Regions from separate parts of the Rattus norvegicus genome. Here all the other regions are linked to region 4. A link is a contact called in public Hi-C and HiChIP or PLAC-seq data. All regions are on one chromosome and are shown on one strand. The core of a region is the stretch at or near the end of the contact, and the rest is flanking DNA. Distances in the headings are between cores, read along the strand shown.

Region 1 (3,369 bases), core at 571-3,070, 250 kb before region 4:
TCATACTGAGCACACGGCATGAAAACCACCCATCAACACTGTGACGCAGTGTTTGTGACACCACGTCCAGTGACACAGTTATTCTGGGATCAAGCCTCAGTCAACGACGCGCTGATTAAGAGCAGGCAGGCAAGCCCCACTCTGAACACACTGCATCCCTCAGCAGAAGTGACTAAGATACAGTTGTTTGCTATCAGCTCAGGCCAAAGTGCAGTTTATCTTGGTGTTGACCCAAACAGGCCACAAACCAAGACAAATACTCTTTGATGTGATCTGCCTCACTCAGGGCTTCTTCTGGTCATCCTGTGCTGGGCGGGGAGAAACCCGAGAAACTGTTGAATGGAAAAGTATGGTGAATGCTGCAGCGAGAGCAGGGACCTCAGCAGCCACGGCCTGAGCATCTCGTGACGCAGGCGTCTGCGGGGGACTGTGGTGGGAAAGTGGTTGTTTCCCAACCTGGGGAACAAAAGACCTAAGCTGGAACTACAAGACCCTGGGTGCACACTCAGCTACTCCTGGCTCACTTTGGGCCCATTCTGTGTGCTGGACACTTTCCTGGGCAGTGCACGGGGGCAGTCAGGGGACAACTTCCTTTGGGAGGGAAGTGTTCAGGACTAGAGAACGAGAAGCCAGTGCATGTGGGATGGTGGAACCTAAGGGATCAGAAACATCCAGCTGGGCTTGTTAGCAATGAATATATAAGACATTGATATTTTGTATTTGCCTCATTCAGAAAAAGGAAGGGAGGGAGGGAGGGAGGGAGGGAGGGAGGGAGGGAGGGAGGGAGGGAGGGAAGAAGGAAAGGAAGCCCATACTCTGGTCATTGGTGGTCTAAATGACTGCCAGCCCCTTCATCACATGCAACAGGGACCCAGCCCTTGCCCAAGTAAGCCTGAGAACTGAATATACAGTTCACAGCCTGGCTCGTCCAGGCAACTTGCAACTTCCCTTAGGCTTCATCCTTGGAGCATGTCTGTCTTCCAAGGAGTCCCCCATCCTCACCCCAGGACTTGTGGTGAGTCCTGCTGCCGAAAAGGAGAGAATGGCCACTTCTCAGTACCTAGAAGAAATGCTTCACTTGCACATGCAGGTTTACATACACACAGGCATGCACATGGACATAAGCATACAAAGACACGGGTACAGTGCATTTACCTGCATACACAGACGTGCATGAAATCTTATGCAAATACATCACACAGGCAAACTACACACATATACATACATGTACTCACCTATGCAGATTCACACACACACACACACACACATGCACACACATACACACACAAACCACATTGTTTTCCATGCTTTTCCTCTGTGACCTCTGTAATACTGACATGTTTAGATGCCCCAATGAGCAAATCTCAGTGGAGGCCATAGAGTGTGTGTGTGTGTGTGTGTGTGTGTGTGTGTGTGTGTGTGTGTGTGTACATAGGGTATGGCAATGAGGTTGAATTGAAGTGTAGGAAAGGCAGCTCCCTTGTATCAGGATTGGAGGTTACCAGGTTGCATTTTTTTTCATGGGAAATTGAGTAAGAGGTACTGGGGTTGTTGGGCCTGGTGTGGGTTAGGAGAGGCGGCTGGAGGGTGGGGACCAAGAGAATGAGTCAGAGCTGTTGCTGCCATCTACATTGTGGCTGGTGACTGTGAGGACAGGGTGGGGAGTGGGGAAGGAAGGGAACTTGAGGGTCCCTCCCCCTCTGCCTGCTGTGATAAAGACAATGTCAAAGGAGAGGGTTCTCTGCCAAGGTAATGGTGGTGCCCGGACAGAGTGAGGTCACTGCCTTTGGGTGAGACTGGTTTCCTAACAGGAGGGAGGCAGGAAACAGCGGGGAGCTGACACTATGCCAGCACCAGGAAGGGAGGGGGTCAGGCCTGGAAGCTCCTGGCTGGCACTGAGGGTGCACAAACTCACTGCACCTGCAAAGCCACAGAGAGCAGCCGCAGTGTTGGGCACTTGCACGGTGGGAACTGTGAGAGAGGCTGCTGAGGACCCAGGGCCCAGAACTGTGGCTCGAAACATGCCTTCTCTGTGGTGGAGACTGGTTGACCCATTTCACACTGAGACCACGTTCTTCTCTGATTAATGGGAAGCTTCAGCTCACAGTTTCAGCTGTCTGGCAGCAGGAGCCGAGTCTTCTGGTTCCTGTGAGCATCCCTCACAGGTCAGAGTGGCTTCTAGCAGTGTGAGCCCACAGGCTCGTGAAAATGCGGAATTCATAATCTACCTTATTCCCTCAATTCTAAGGCCTTTTGTCACTCAGGGACTGGACCTCTCTGTGGCCAATACATGGGACAGGTAGTGAGTGACGGGGGCACCTCACCTATGGAGTTGCTGAACACTCGTATCTGTCTTTGTCCCTCTGCTCTGGTGCCTATCCCTGGGCCATCATGCAGTCAACCTTACATCCAGAATATTAAAAATGTGTGTCATTTCACTCTTCCAGGCAAGCTGGAGGACTGTTTTTCTAATTTTTGTGAGACAGCCTGCTGGAACTTGGATCAGAACTTCGTAACCCTTAGACCTATTTAAGAAGGCCGTCACCATAATGCTAAGGTTTGCTTTTACAGACAGGAGTCCCTCCAGTGCCTCCTCCTCCAGTTTGCTCAGGGTCCTTATACCAGTCAACAGAACATTACAGTTTCTGCATCTTGGTTGTAGTTTGGTTTTTTTTTTTTTTTTTTTTCAGATTTCCCATCCCTGTGGTTCACAGTTTTCAGCACTATTAAAAAAAATCTTTGCTTTTTTCCTTTTTTCTTTTACTTTTGAGATCATGATACAATAATGTCATTTATCCCTTCCTTTTTATCCCCTCCTTTTTCAGCCCCTCCTTTCTCTCTTTCAAATTCATGTCCTAGTCTCATTAGTTGTTACATGGAGATATACATAAAATATATAATAAATTTATTTATAAACATAGCCCGTTTATAACGTCAGTCTGTATAACGTCACGTGTGTATGTTCTCAGGGCTGACCGTTTGGTATTGGATAAGCAGTTGGCACGCCCCTCCCTGGGGAAGACTTTCCCCCAACTCTCAGCCCTCCTTAGTTGCCTGCAGTTGTTCGTGTGGGGTTGAGGCCTCCCAGGCTTTCCCTTTGGAATATGATTTGTTATTCTTGTTCAGCTCATGGTTAGGTAGTCTCATTGGTGAGACTGCAGGAGTAGCTTTCTGATGTTATTAGGAGACATAATCTCATAGCAAACTCCCTGGTCCTCTGCCTCTTACAATCTTTGCATCCCCTCTTCTACAAATGTCCCCTGAGCCTTAGGTGTGGGAGTGTCCTGTGGGTGTCTCCATCGGGATGGGGCTCAACAACTCTGCATTTTGATTGGTTATGCTTTTCTGTAATAGTCTCCATCGGTTCCA
Region 2 (3,271 bases), core at 89-2,588, 160 kb before region 4:
GATAGATCTAAGTGTGTGTAGAATATGAATGTTAGTGTAAATGCATTGTGTTTACATGAGTACATGTGTGTTGTGTGTGTAAGTATGTAAGTACATGAGCACGTGGGTACGTGTTTCTGCTAGTATCTCTCCAGTGTACAAAAATGAGGTACATGGACAGGAGGTTTTATTATTTTATTTTTGGTGTTTTTTTTTTTTATTTTGGAGGTTTTTTGTTTTTGTCACATATTTTAAATATGTGCACAGACTATGTTAGTTAAATTTTTTTTGTCCTTTTTTGTTTTGTTTTGTTTTTGAGACAGGGTTTCTCTGTGTAGCCTTGACTGTTCCGGAACATTCTCTATACCAGGATGGCCTTAAACAGAGATCTGCCTGTCTCTGCCTCCAAAGAGCTAGGATGACAGGCATGTGGCACCACAGCCCAGCTTAATGTTTTTATATCCAAAGATGATGTTGATGGTAGCAGTGAGGATAAGCCCATAAATACAGACACATGCTATTTCATTACTGTTGGTTAAAAGAACGCCTTTGCATGCCATTGTATTTTGAGATAGTAAGTTAAGTTATACTGGGAGACAGAGATAGAAATACTGAAAATGCATGAGGGCCCTTCATATTATAGAGTGTAGAAAAGGGTCCCAAGGGTCCTGTTTTCTGTGGGAAGTAAACAGTTCCATCCTCAAAAGGCAGCCCCTACCCCGGTCCCTCTTTGCCTCAACATCCTGCACCGGAGTTGCAGTGTTGTCAGTGACCTCGGAGGATGAGTCCATAGTGATGTTAAAGGGACCCATAGGGTCATAGGGTGACCTGAGAGTGTATTATAGGTGCAGGGGGTAGTGGTCTGTATCCAGGTGCTTCTTCTCCCTCTCCAAGAAAGATTGAAGCTGCAGAGAACAGCACACTGATTACTGGGGTCCAGGCTCCTGGCATCCCTTTCTGCAATGATGTAGGATCCAGGCTCCTGCCATCCCTCTCTGTTGTGATGTGGGATCCAGGTTTTGTTCATGGCCTTTGCTGTGAAGTACACCCTGATATGGAATTCAGGCTTAGTTCAACCCCTTTCCCTATAAAACACTCATCTGTTGAGTCAACTTGATATGCTCTAGAATCACCGAAAAGTCAACTCTCTGGGTGTATCTGTTTGTCTGGAACCATAATCCCAATTAAATGCTTTCTTCTAAGTTGCTTTGGTCATGGTATTTTATCACAACAGAAAAGTAGCTAACTTAGTCATAATGCCACAAGTCTTGACTCAGCACGAAGCCATGGGCCTCTGGCTAGGCAGGGAGGGAAGTCAGTGATGCTTAGCCCGGTCCAGCAAGACCTCTAAGAAGCACTCTGGTACTCAGAAGCGGTGACAAATCATGTTTCCTGTGTTTTGGGAATTGCTTCTCTGACTTTGAGACCTTGGATGTCCCAAGCCAGGCAGTGATGGATAGTGGAGGGGGGACACAGAAGCAGTGGGGAGCGGGAATAACCTGGGGCTATGGAGAGAAGTTGCTCAGATGAAGCCTTGGAATGGATTTGGGGGCTCTTCACTTGGAGACCAGATCCAGTGCCAAGACACATTCAGAGAACCTGGTAGAACATTCTCAGTAATGCCTGGACCAGTGGAACCTGCCCAGGCAGCCCACATCCCTGCCATGGGCCTTTGGCACTGGGCCGCACATGCTTGGATGCTGAGTCATCTCTATAGAGCAAATTCCACAGCGGCACCCAGTGCCAAACACCTGCCCCTGGGCCTGCCTGCTCTGGTGGAAGTACTCAGGTAGGTACATGAAGGGACAGGGGCTTGTCAGGTGTGTTCATGTGCCTGGGAGACAGGACAGATGGGTCACAGGCTGGTGATGAAAATAGCCTGAGGCACTTCAGAGCACTTCAGTAATCCTCGATGGCACATCTCCACTGGCCAACTCTTGTTGGCTCCACACAGGGAGCTACTATGTCAGCGACATCTGTATTCCAACACGTGGTAGCTGAGAACTAGTTTCTGTCCTGAACACTCAAGGGTGAGCAACACACGAAGCTGTCGCGTGGATATTCCTTGTGGCACAGGTCACAATTCATATCCCCAGCCAGCTCCAAAACTCGTACCATCTGCTGCATGTTCCAATCATAGCCAGGTCTCTCCTTGGGTCTTCTAATTTAAAGGGTCTTCAGAGATGAGTAGGTAGAGAGCCATGGGAGATTGTCCACAAGTGGCCAGGCCTCTGCCAGCAGGTACATGGGAGGGGAAGGTAGTATCTGGATATAGCAAGCACATATTGTGTTAGGTAAAGACCCTTCACCAGCAGTCCTTGCCTACAACGGACACTGGAATCAATGTCTTTCTGGGGAGACAACTAGACGCTCATTACTCCATTCTTTTCCTACTCCAACCAAATGGCTTCTGTGTCTCAGCTCTAAGAGTTGCTTATAGTCTGCAGATGGGGTTGAAAGAACAAGAAATTCTACTCTCCATAGAGCTAGTGTCCACCCAGTTGTTGCCCTAGGCGACACTTGCAGCGGACCCAGATGGAAACAGAAATTGGTCCTGCACAAGTCAAATCAGTAAGTTTTCTCCTCTGTCAGTTCAGAAGTTGGTTACAGGTTGTTATCAGGATAAGCAACCAATCCCATGTGAGTGAAATATAGACGCACTGAACGAAAGGGCAGGTAAAGGCAGGGGAGTCATAGAACCCAAAGGCAGCTATAAGTCCAGACCCTCCAGGACTCCCTGCTGGTCATCCTCCTGCTGACTCACAAATGAGGAGCAGACAGAAGAACAGACAGCGATGGAGACGAAGACAGGAAGCAAGACAGAGCCAAAAATAGGCAGATAAAAGACAATGCAGACAGAGACTGAAACAGAGACAAAGGAGAGAGAGAGACAGACGGGAAGAGAGATACGCAAAGACAGAGACAGGGGAAATAGAAGAAGAAAGAGAAATAAGTGGAGAGATAGAGACAGGCAGAAATAGAGACAGAGAGACAAGGAGAGAGACAGAGAGATAATCATAGACCAAGACAGAAAGAGATAAACAAAGAATCAGAGAGACAGACAGACATTCAGAGACAGAGACAGAGGGAAAGGAGACAGTGAGCTGCCATGCTCCATGTCTGATTCAGTGCTGAAAACATGGGCCTCAAACCTCCTTTGGTCCTCTGCTGTCCCCAGAACCATGGCTGTCCTTAGGGTCAGAGACCAAGTGACAAATGATATGGTAGAGACTTCTTCAGACTCTAGAGGGAAGGGAAGAGATGAAGACAGGCAGAGGAAAGGACAAAGAGC
Region 3 (3,327 bases), core at 594-3,093, 180 kb before region 4:
CACACACACACACACACACACACACACACATACACGTGCACACATACACATACAAACTGAGAATAAGTAAATAACAGAAAGCCTCCTGGTCATGATCAGGAGGTGACACCTCAATCACCAGGACCACTCTCCAAGCCTCCTGGTGAGATTCATGCAGGCCACTGAGGCCCCACTCTGAGCTCTGCCAGCACATTTCCTGTTCATCCAGAGCTCTCCACAGAGGCCTGTCTCCATTCAGTGATGTCTGTTACTTCTGAGCCTTCCAGAAGTGTGTGAAGAGACCTGCAGTCACCCTGTTGCAGAGGACACCTAGACTAAATCTCGGTAGACTCAGGTCAAGTAAAGCTGGATCCTACTCCCACAAGAGTGGCTGCTATTACTGACCAATGACGGGTAGTTCCTGCAAGCTCTCTTATTCTCAGCGTCCTCATCTGAATGTGACTCTCTCCACCCTCACATGCACATAACTGGGATGGCTGTCAGTGGCTGTCACTGTCATCAATGCTAATGTCCGACCACTAGAGCTGTGAGCAGTTGATATACTAAGGCAGACATGAGAGCTCACTCACCTCAGGCTGCTGGAAGGCAACTGTCCTTCCCTAAGACTTGACCTCCACACTCACCAGACACAAGTGAAAAGACCTTTTGTGGCCCCCCGTGACCCGGTGACACTAGGGCAACACGTGTCCCTGGCATTCTGCAGTATAAACATCCAGGCTTGAGCTCCTCCCTGCATACCACCCACATATCCCTTAGCTTGCAGACTGGCCTGCACCACTCCTGCTACGCCATTTAGATCAGGACCTTTGGCTGAACACTGCCTCGGGCTTCTTTTGGGTAGGGTAGAAACCAGGCATTAGACTGCAGCTCTGTGAGCCTACATGTGTAGTGAGGAGCTTGCTGAGGTCACACGTGGGACAGGCTACTGAACTTCAGCCTAAGTGCTGTGGCGTCGACCTTGTGTTCTAAGAATGTCACAGTTACAGTCATTCAGGGGAAGCAAAGGCTCAAAGAAAACAAAACAACAAAACAGACAAAGACAGTCTGAGCCTGTGACACATAGCTTGGCGGGAAGGGGAGCTTAGGTGTTTATTTTATCTCAGGACGCATCAAAATGCCTTCCTCTCACCTATACATAGGGGGCAAAATCCTAGTCTTTAGACCGGATAGTTGTTGAAAGAGAGAGCAAGCGCATGAGTCTTTCTCTTAGCCTGAGAAGTAAAACCTGTACTTCACAAGTCCCTGCCCAGCCACCCCATGACTCTCTCCTTTTGCCCACACTGGGCAGGATCTGCATCGCAGCTGGGATTCGTGTAGCCGGTAGGTATGAGAAAGAAGAGCTCTCTTTCTTAACCATCGATACCTGCAGCACAAGAACCCCAGAAGGAGACATTGGGGATGAGCTCTAGAAGAGGTTGTACCTACCTTCTGTGGTGACATTTAGCAGGTTGTCAAGAACACATCAGGGAAGCACCTATGTGGACCATTACCTCATTTCCCTATGAAGAGATGTGGGAGCTGTGGACAGAGCACCAGACCAGCCGTTTCCATGGCAGCCCGAGGCCTGGGGAGGACTGACAAAGACAGCATTGATGAAGGAGGCAGCTTCGGGAGGGAAGGCCAGAAAGCTCCTTCCAAAGGCAGCCAAGCCCTAAGTTACAGCTTTGCTCTGATCCAGGGCAGCCCCAGGCCTGAGACCATAGCTCTAAATGCTGAGGCCACCAAGGCACCAGGGCCCTATGCCATGCATTGGAACCATGGCCCTGTGCCATCCACTGGCCCAGGTCTTTTGTTTGTATCACCTGCTCTTCTCAGCTGGCTGTACACAGAGGTCTCTTTAGCTCCACACGGGTAGTGTGGCTTAAAGAAGAGGGCAAATTAGGGAGCCAAGAAGCTCATGCATGACCTGACACACAGGCTGTCCTCACTCCCAGAGAGGCCCTGGAACCAGACGTCAATACACGGCAACAACACAAGAGCTGAACAGCTTACAGCATCCTCAGGATCCAGACCCTTGCCAGCTACTGAGATCAACAGGGTTCCACAGTCATGGGATCTCACAGGCTTGGAGTTCCCATAGTCCTGGGGCCCTTTGTCTTGGGGTTCCCACAGTCCTGGATTTTTATAATCCTGGAGTTCCATAGTCCAGGAGTCTGGCAGCCCTGAAGTCCAATAGTCCTTGGGATCTTCAGTGTCGATCTCTTATTCAAAATCTGTCCATTGGGCCATGATGGCCCTTACCTCTGAGTGGCCCTCCCCACATCAGTTTACTCTCAGTGTCCCTGACATGAGCAGATTCTTTGGATGTCACTAGTATCACATCCTCTCCAGATATGGCATGCTAACCACAGGACCAATTCTGCCAGGGCATGGGCTACTCTCTTCTGGAATACTATCACCAAACTGAAGGCTACTCCCCTCAGCGCAGGACGCCAGATCCATGGCTGGCATTTCTGTCAGGTTCGAATGACCTACATCCACCAGCTTTCTTACTGGTTCAGGATTCACCCTGTTAAGGGAACAAAGGAGGTGAATGCCCTGTGTTTAGAGGCTCTCTGTCTACCTAGCTACATGGGCACTTGGAAGAAGCAAGACTCCTGGTCTCAGGAGCAACCTGGTGAGCTGGGAAGAATTGAGGGGCTGTGGGATACTCTGTATGATATAGAATTCACAGTTCTCACTGACTTTCCTGCCTTGTTGGTCAAAAGCCATCTTGAGACATCCAGAGTGACCATCATCAGAGCAATCCACACCCTTCTAGTTGATGAGTGGCATGCTCAAAGTTGGATTACTCACAGGCTGTGGGATGCAAGGCAAATAGGACATTATACAGGGCCTGGGCGAGCTGATCTGAGGATGCTGTGCTGGTCCAGTTTTGTCTAGAGTCAGCCCTTACCCTATGCAAGGTGAGCACATCTTGCCTGCATACATCGTCTTTCTTTTCCTCAGTCAAAGTAAATGAATAAATACCTGTATGGCCCTCTCTACTCCTTCACAGCCCAGACTGATTGGGACCCCCTTCCTGGCTCTGTAGGAGAGGGAAGCCAACAAGATGAGATCTGGCAGTTGAGACCAACTCCCAACGGCACCTTTTCAAATGGAGAAAAGTTGGTTGACCAATAGATACTTCCTTTGTGACAGAGCTGTCTGCTACTACCTTTTCCAGAGAGGGTGTGTATGTCAAGCTCCTGCCCACATGGACTCTGAGGGCAAAATGGCAATTTCTCAGGTTAGCCTAGGTCAGAAGGGCACTGTGCTCAAGGTCATAGAAACTATGCTGAGCTCAGCTAATTTGCCAGTGGGAGCTACAAACCCAGAGAGAGCCAA
Region 4 (3,408 bases), core at 611-3,110:
TCTCCCACAGTGAGGTGCCTCTGTGTGGTCAGGCGGCTGATGAGTCTTTCTGGGTTTTCTGGGAGAGAAGAAGCTCAGGTTGGTTCTGATAACACCCAAAAGCTAGGAACTGAGGACACTGCATGGATGCTGTCAAGCCAAGAACCCTTCTCTGAACTCCAGATGCAGAGCGAAGATAGCAGAGGACTGGGGTGAGTGGGTCAAGTAAACTGTGCATCGATGAAGAGAATGTATAGTTGAGGGAGGGGTTTGGAGCCTTACCTGTTGCGAGGTCGTCAGGAGAATCTGTGTGGAGGGCTTCAATGATCAGAGAGAAGGTACCCTAGGAAAAAGGGAGAGGATGCTTGATAAACCAGAAGTATGGAGGGGGGGAGGGAGGAGGAGGAGTTGGAGGACTAGGAGGGGGAGGAGGAGGAGTTGGAGGAGAGGCATTAAAGGGAACCAAGTACAGAGGCTCTCAGATCTCTGGATTGTGCCAATGAAGGTCAACTCATATCAGTTTCCTTAATAGGAAAATTTTAAAGAGTGTTTTTCCCATGAGTGTGGGTTTTTTAAAAAATGTTAATACAGGATATTGTGGTGTTTTTTTTTTTTTTTAAGAGAGAGTACTGAAACCAACAAGGTGGGGTGCTAGAAGAGGGCAGCTGTCATTAGTTTTCTGGGGATAGAACCTCGAGGGTAGCGAGCAGTCGCAGCACTGGGAGCGACCCAACCCAGGCCTAGGAGCTAGGGAACAAGAACTCTCCCAACTTTGGGGGGGGTGGGGGAAGCATTCGACCCTTGAGGTTTGTGAGAAATGCCCCGGGCTTGCAAAAGCTTCTGGTGTCCCACATCCCCTCCTCAACTGCCGGCCAGTTCCCAGAAAGAAGTCAAGACCCCAGGCGTGGCTTTGTGGGATTTCCCAACCCTTATCAGTGGCCCGTGCCTCCCTCCCACTGCCAGCCACCAGCCCGCCACCCCTACCCGGCCAGGCCCAGCGGAGTGCGCGCAGGTGCCCACTCACTGGCCAGGTGAATCCGAAGGGGAATCGGATGGGGTTGCTGAAGGCGGGGTCGATGCCTGCGCCATCAGGCAGGCTGAAGGAGTCGACACCCAGCACTGGCGTGACCGCACTGCCGTAGGTGCAGGGTGGCTCCGGGGACACGCTGGCCTGGTAATGCTTGAGGCATACGCGAAAGAAGGTCCTGCAGGCGCACGGCGGGCCAGAGCCCCCGCGGCAGCAGTTGCGGTTCCCCAGCAGCCCCTTCTTGTTGACGAACTCCTGCAGCTTCAGCTCAAATACGCCAGAGCTCCAGACCTGCGCGGGGAAGGGGCGTGAGGACGCGCCGGCGGCGGAGGGACCCGGGGCGCGCGGGCCCTTGCTAGGACGCAGAGGCCGAGCGCACCTCAGCGCCCATCCGGAGCCGCCCGCTGCCGGGCAGCTCTCGGGGTCATCGCTGCGGGAGTCACTTGGGGATGGACAGCTGATCCGCTTGTCCGACTCCCCTCCCTCCACCGCGCAGCAGCCCCGCCCGGCCCCCTACCTGGCACAGCAGGGCTGAGACCACGGCAAGGGCTAGCGCGCTCCGACGGCCCATGGTACCGCTGGACGCCCTTGCTCTCCTAGAGTATCCTCTTTTCTTTCTTCTTCAAAGACCCAGGGATGCCCGGAAAGTCTATGTGACCCGAGGAGCACTGGTGGAAAGGCGCCTCTCGGCTCCAGGTGTGATATCGGGCCAGGTCGCTTCAGGAGGGTGCGGTGCTACAGCTATGTCCCTGACAAGAGCTCTGCGAGGCACTGAGAAAGGACAACTTTCGGTTTCCTCTTCTTCTGGCTTCCAGTCCACGGGTAAGTGAGGGTCGCCTGCTTTCTGGTTTTGTCTTAAGCTTCTTCGCGGAGGGAAAGAGGAGAAAGGAGAGAAGACACAGAGGGAAGAGAGCCCAGATGTTCAGCTTAATTCCCAAGAGAGCTTGCAGTGGCTTCCTTCGCAGGCCTATTAGAGAGCGGCTGTCTGGAAATCCCACCGGTGAGGCGATAATCCGGGGCCCCGAGGGGCACGGTGGGAACGGGCTGGAGGTGGTGGCAAGGACTGCGGCGCGCGCCCTGGTTTCCCGGCCGGGCGTCACTCGGCGGCGGCTGCCGCTCCCAGAGTGTTCTAGACCGGTATCTCTTCCACTATCGCAAAGCCTCGCGTCTTCCTCAAGAATTCAGCCAATGCCATGCGAGAACACACACACCCAGGACCGGAGGCCGAAGCGTGGGAGGCTCCGTGCCGCACCGGTGCTCTCCCGTGACCTGCCTTGGTCAGACAGGGTAACCGCGGGTGCACGCCGGAGGATCTGGCCGGGGCTGGCGCCTGCCACCCTTAAATCCCGCCGGCCGCTCGCATAACTAATGAGATGCAAATGAGCAGCCCCCCAATCTGGCGAGAGCTGTCACAAAGGAGCCACTTTTCCAAACCCTCCTCTCAATGGATCGCCAAATGGTCAGTGAGCTGTAAAATGTGCAACCCTCCTCCCCGCCCCCACCTCCCCGCCCCCTAGTCCTCTCTGCCTCCGCCCTCGCCCCTTCGCCTCCCTCCCCCAGCGCAAAACCCGCTCATTTACATTCCTGCAAAACGTTCGGGGAGACGAACCGCTCTGCTCCCGGAGCTGGAGCTGAGGCCGCGTCGCCCACCGCCCCACCGCCACAGGCCCGAAGACCCTAGGCACGCTGGGCGGCCTGCGCCTCCCACTCGCGGTCACCGTTAGACTCGCTCGCAGGACGCGGCCTCCGGACTCTGGCGTCTCCAACACTGGCAGCCAAGGCTCTCCTCGTTTGTTCAGTCCTGGGGACTGAGGAACCGGGGAGAGGTTAGAGGCCCGCGTCCCCGCTGCTGCCCCTCCTCCCTGGCAGGCTCTTTCTAAGGAGGAGTCTCCCGGAGGCGGCGGGGGGCGGGGTGCCCGGTAGGAAAGGGACCCCTGAAGAGGTGGGCAAAGGGTGGCGAGAACGCCGCGGCAGTTTTGGGAAGTTTGGGGGAGGTTAGGCACGCTTTATACCTCTGGTCGAGGGTGGCAACTGAGCCTTGAAGAGTGCCAATGGGCTCGCGACCCCGGCCGGGCACCCCCAGAGACCGCAGTGTCCCAGAGCCCTAGTGTCTCCGTGTTGTCCACGATCACTGGAAATGGGGAATTCGGCTCCGGGCAGTGTATTCCCTAAGCCAGCAGAGCCAAAAGCTAAGCGAACCCTTCCACAGTGTACACACCCTCTCCCCGGAGATTTTCAACCACCACAACCTTCACTGGGGTCCGGTCCCACTCTCCTGGGTACTCCCCTCAGGCCTCCCTCGGCTTGGTAAAAAGTGAGTTTGGTGTGTGTCGTTCGCGTGGCTGTCATTAAGGCAGTCTGTTATTGTGCGAAGCTGAATCAGTGGCTCTTTGTGCGCTCAG

What was found. A called contact is a pair of places that touch in the nucleus more often than the background predicts. HiChIP or PLAC-seq counts read pairs in DNA pulled down with a chosen protein or histone mark.
Region 1: a contact with region 4 is called in a Hi-C map of liver, with 7 times the contacts expected there. The contact joins the enhancer-like site here to the promoter of Dll1 in region 4. A contact is called at or near these places in 2 of 12 Hi-C or Micro-C datasets (kidney and liver).
Region 2: a contact with region 4 is called in a Hi-C map of mammary epithelial cells, with 2.1 times the contacts expected there. The contact joins the enhancer-like site here to the promoter of Dll1 in region 4. A contact is called at or near these places in 3 of 12 Hi-C or Micro-C datasets (the A7r5 cell line, frontal cortex and mammary epithelial cells).
Region 3: an H3K27ac HiChIP or PLAC-seq map of oligodendrocytes shows a contact between it and region 4, with 9 times the contacts expected there. The contact joins the enhancer-like site here to the promoter of Dll1 in region 4. A contact is called at or near these places in 5 of 12 Hi-C or Micro-C datasets (the Rat2 cell line, frontal cortex, kidney and 2 more) and 1 of 1 datasets of contacts at active chromatin or transcription factors (oligodendrocytes).

What each region holds. Positions count from the first base shown.
Region 1 is chr1:64,744,216-64,747,584 of GRCr8, forward strand. No RefSeq gene overlaps it. Among named protein-coding and RNA genes, the nearest start is that of Ermard, 89 kb to the left of the region's middle. Within about 2 kb of position 1,821, at least 11 of the 93 cell types and tissues checked have an H3K27ac peak or open chromatin away from gene starts, as enhancers often do. A contact at or near this core is called in liver, where this site is marked.
Region 2 is chr1:64,832,698-64,835,968 of GRCr8, forward strand. It overlaps LOC102550720 (a long non-coding RNA gene), which reads right to left. Exons shown (of 3, transcript XR_350072.5): 3 at 1-2,244. The region is part of intron 1 of LOC134485093 (a long non-coding RNA gene); the gene reads left to right. Among named protein-coding and RNA genes, the nearest start is that of Dll1, 160 kb to the right of the region's middle. Within about 2 kb of position 1,339, at least 4 of the 93 cell types and tissues checked have an H3K27ac peak or open chromatin away from gene starts, as enhancers often do.
Region 3 is chr1:64,809,233-64,812,559 of GRCr8, forward strand. No RefSeq gene overlaps it. Among named protein-coding and RNA genes, the nearest start is that of Ermard, 150 kb to the left of the region's middle. Within about 2 kb of position 1,844, at least 21 of the 93 cell types and tissues checked have an H3K27ac peak or open chromatin away from gene starts, as enhancers often do.
Region 4 is chr1:64,991,414-64,994,821 of GRCr8, forward strand. Dll1 (delta like canonical Notch ligand 1) reads right to left here and starts at 1,861. Exons shown (of 11, transcript NM_032063.3): 1 at 1,524-1,861; 2 at 1,004-1,297; 3 at 262-322; 4 at 1-58. The coding sequence starts at 1,577. It also overlaps a transcript of Fam120b not described here.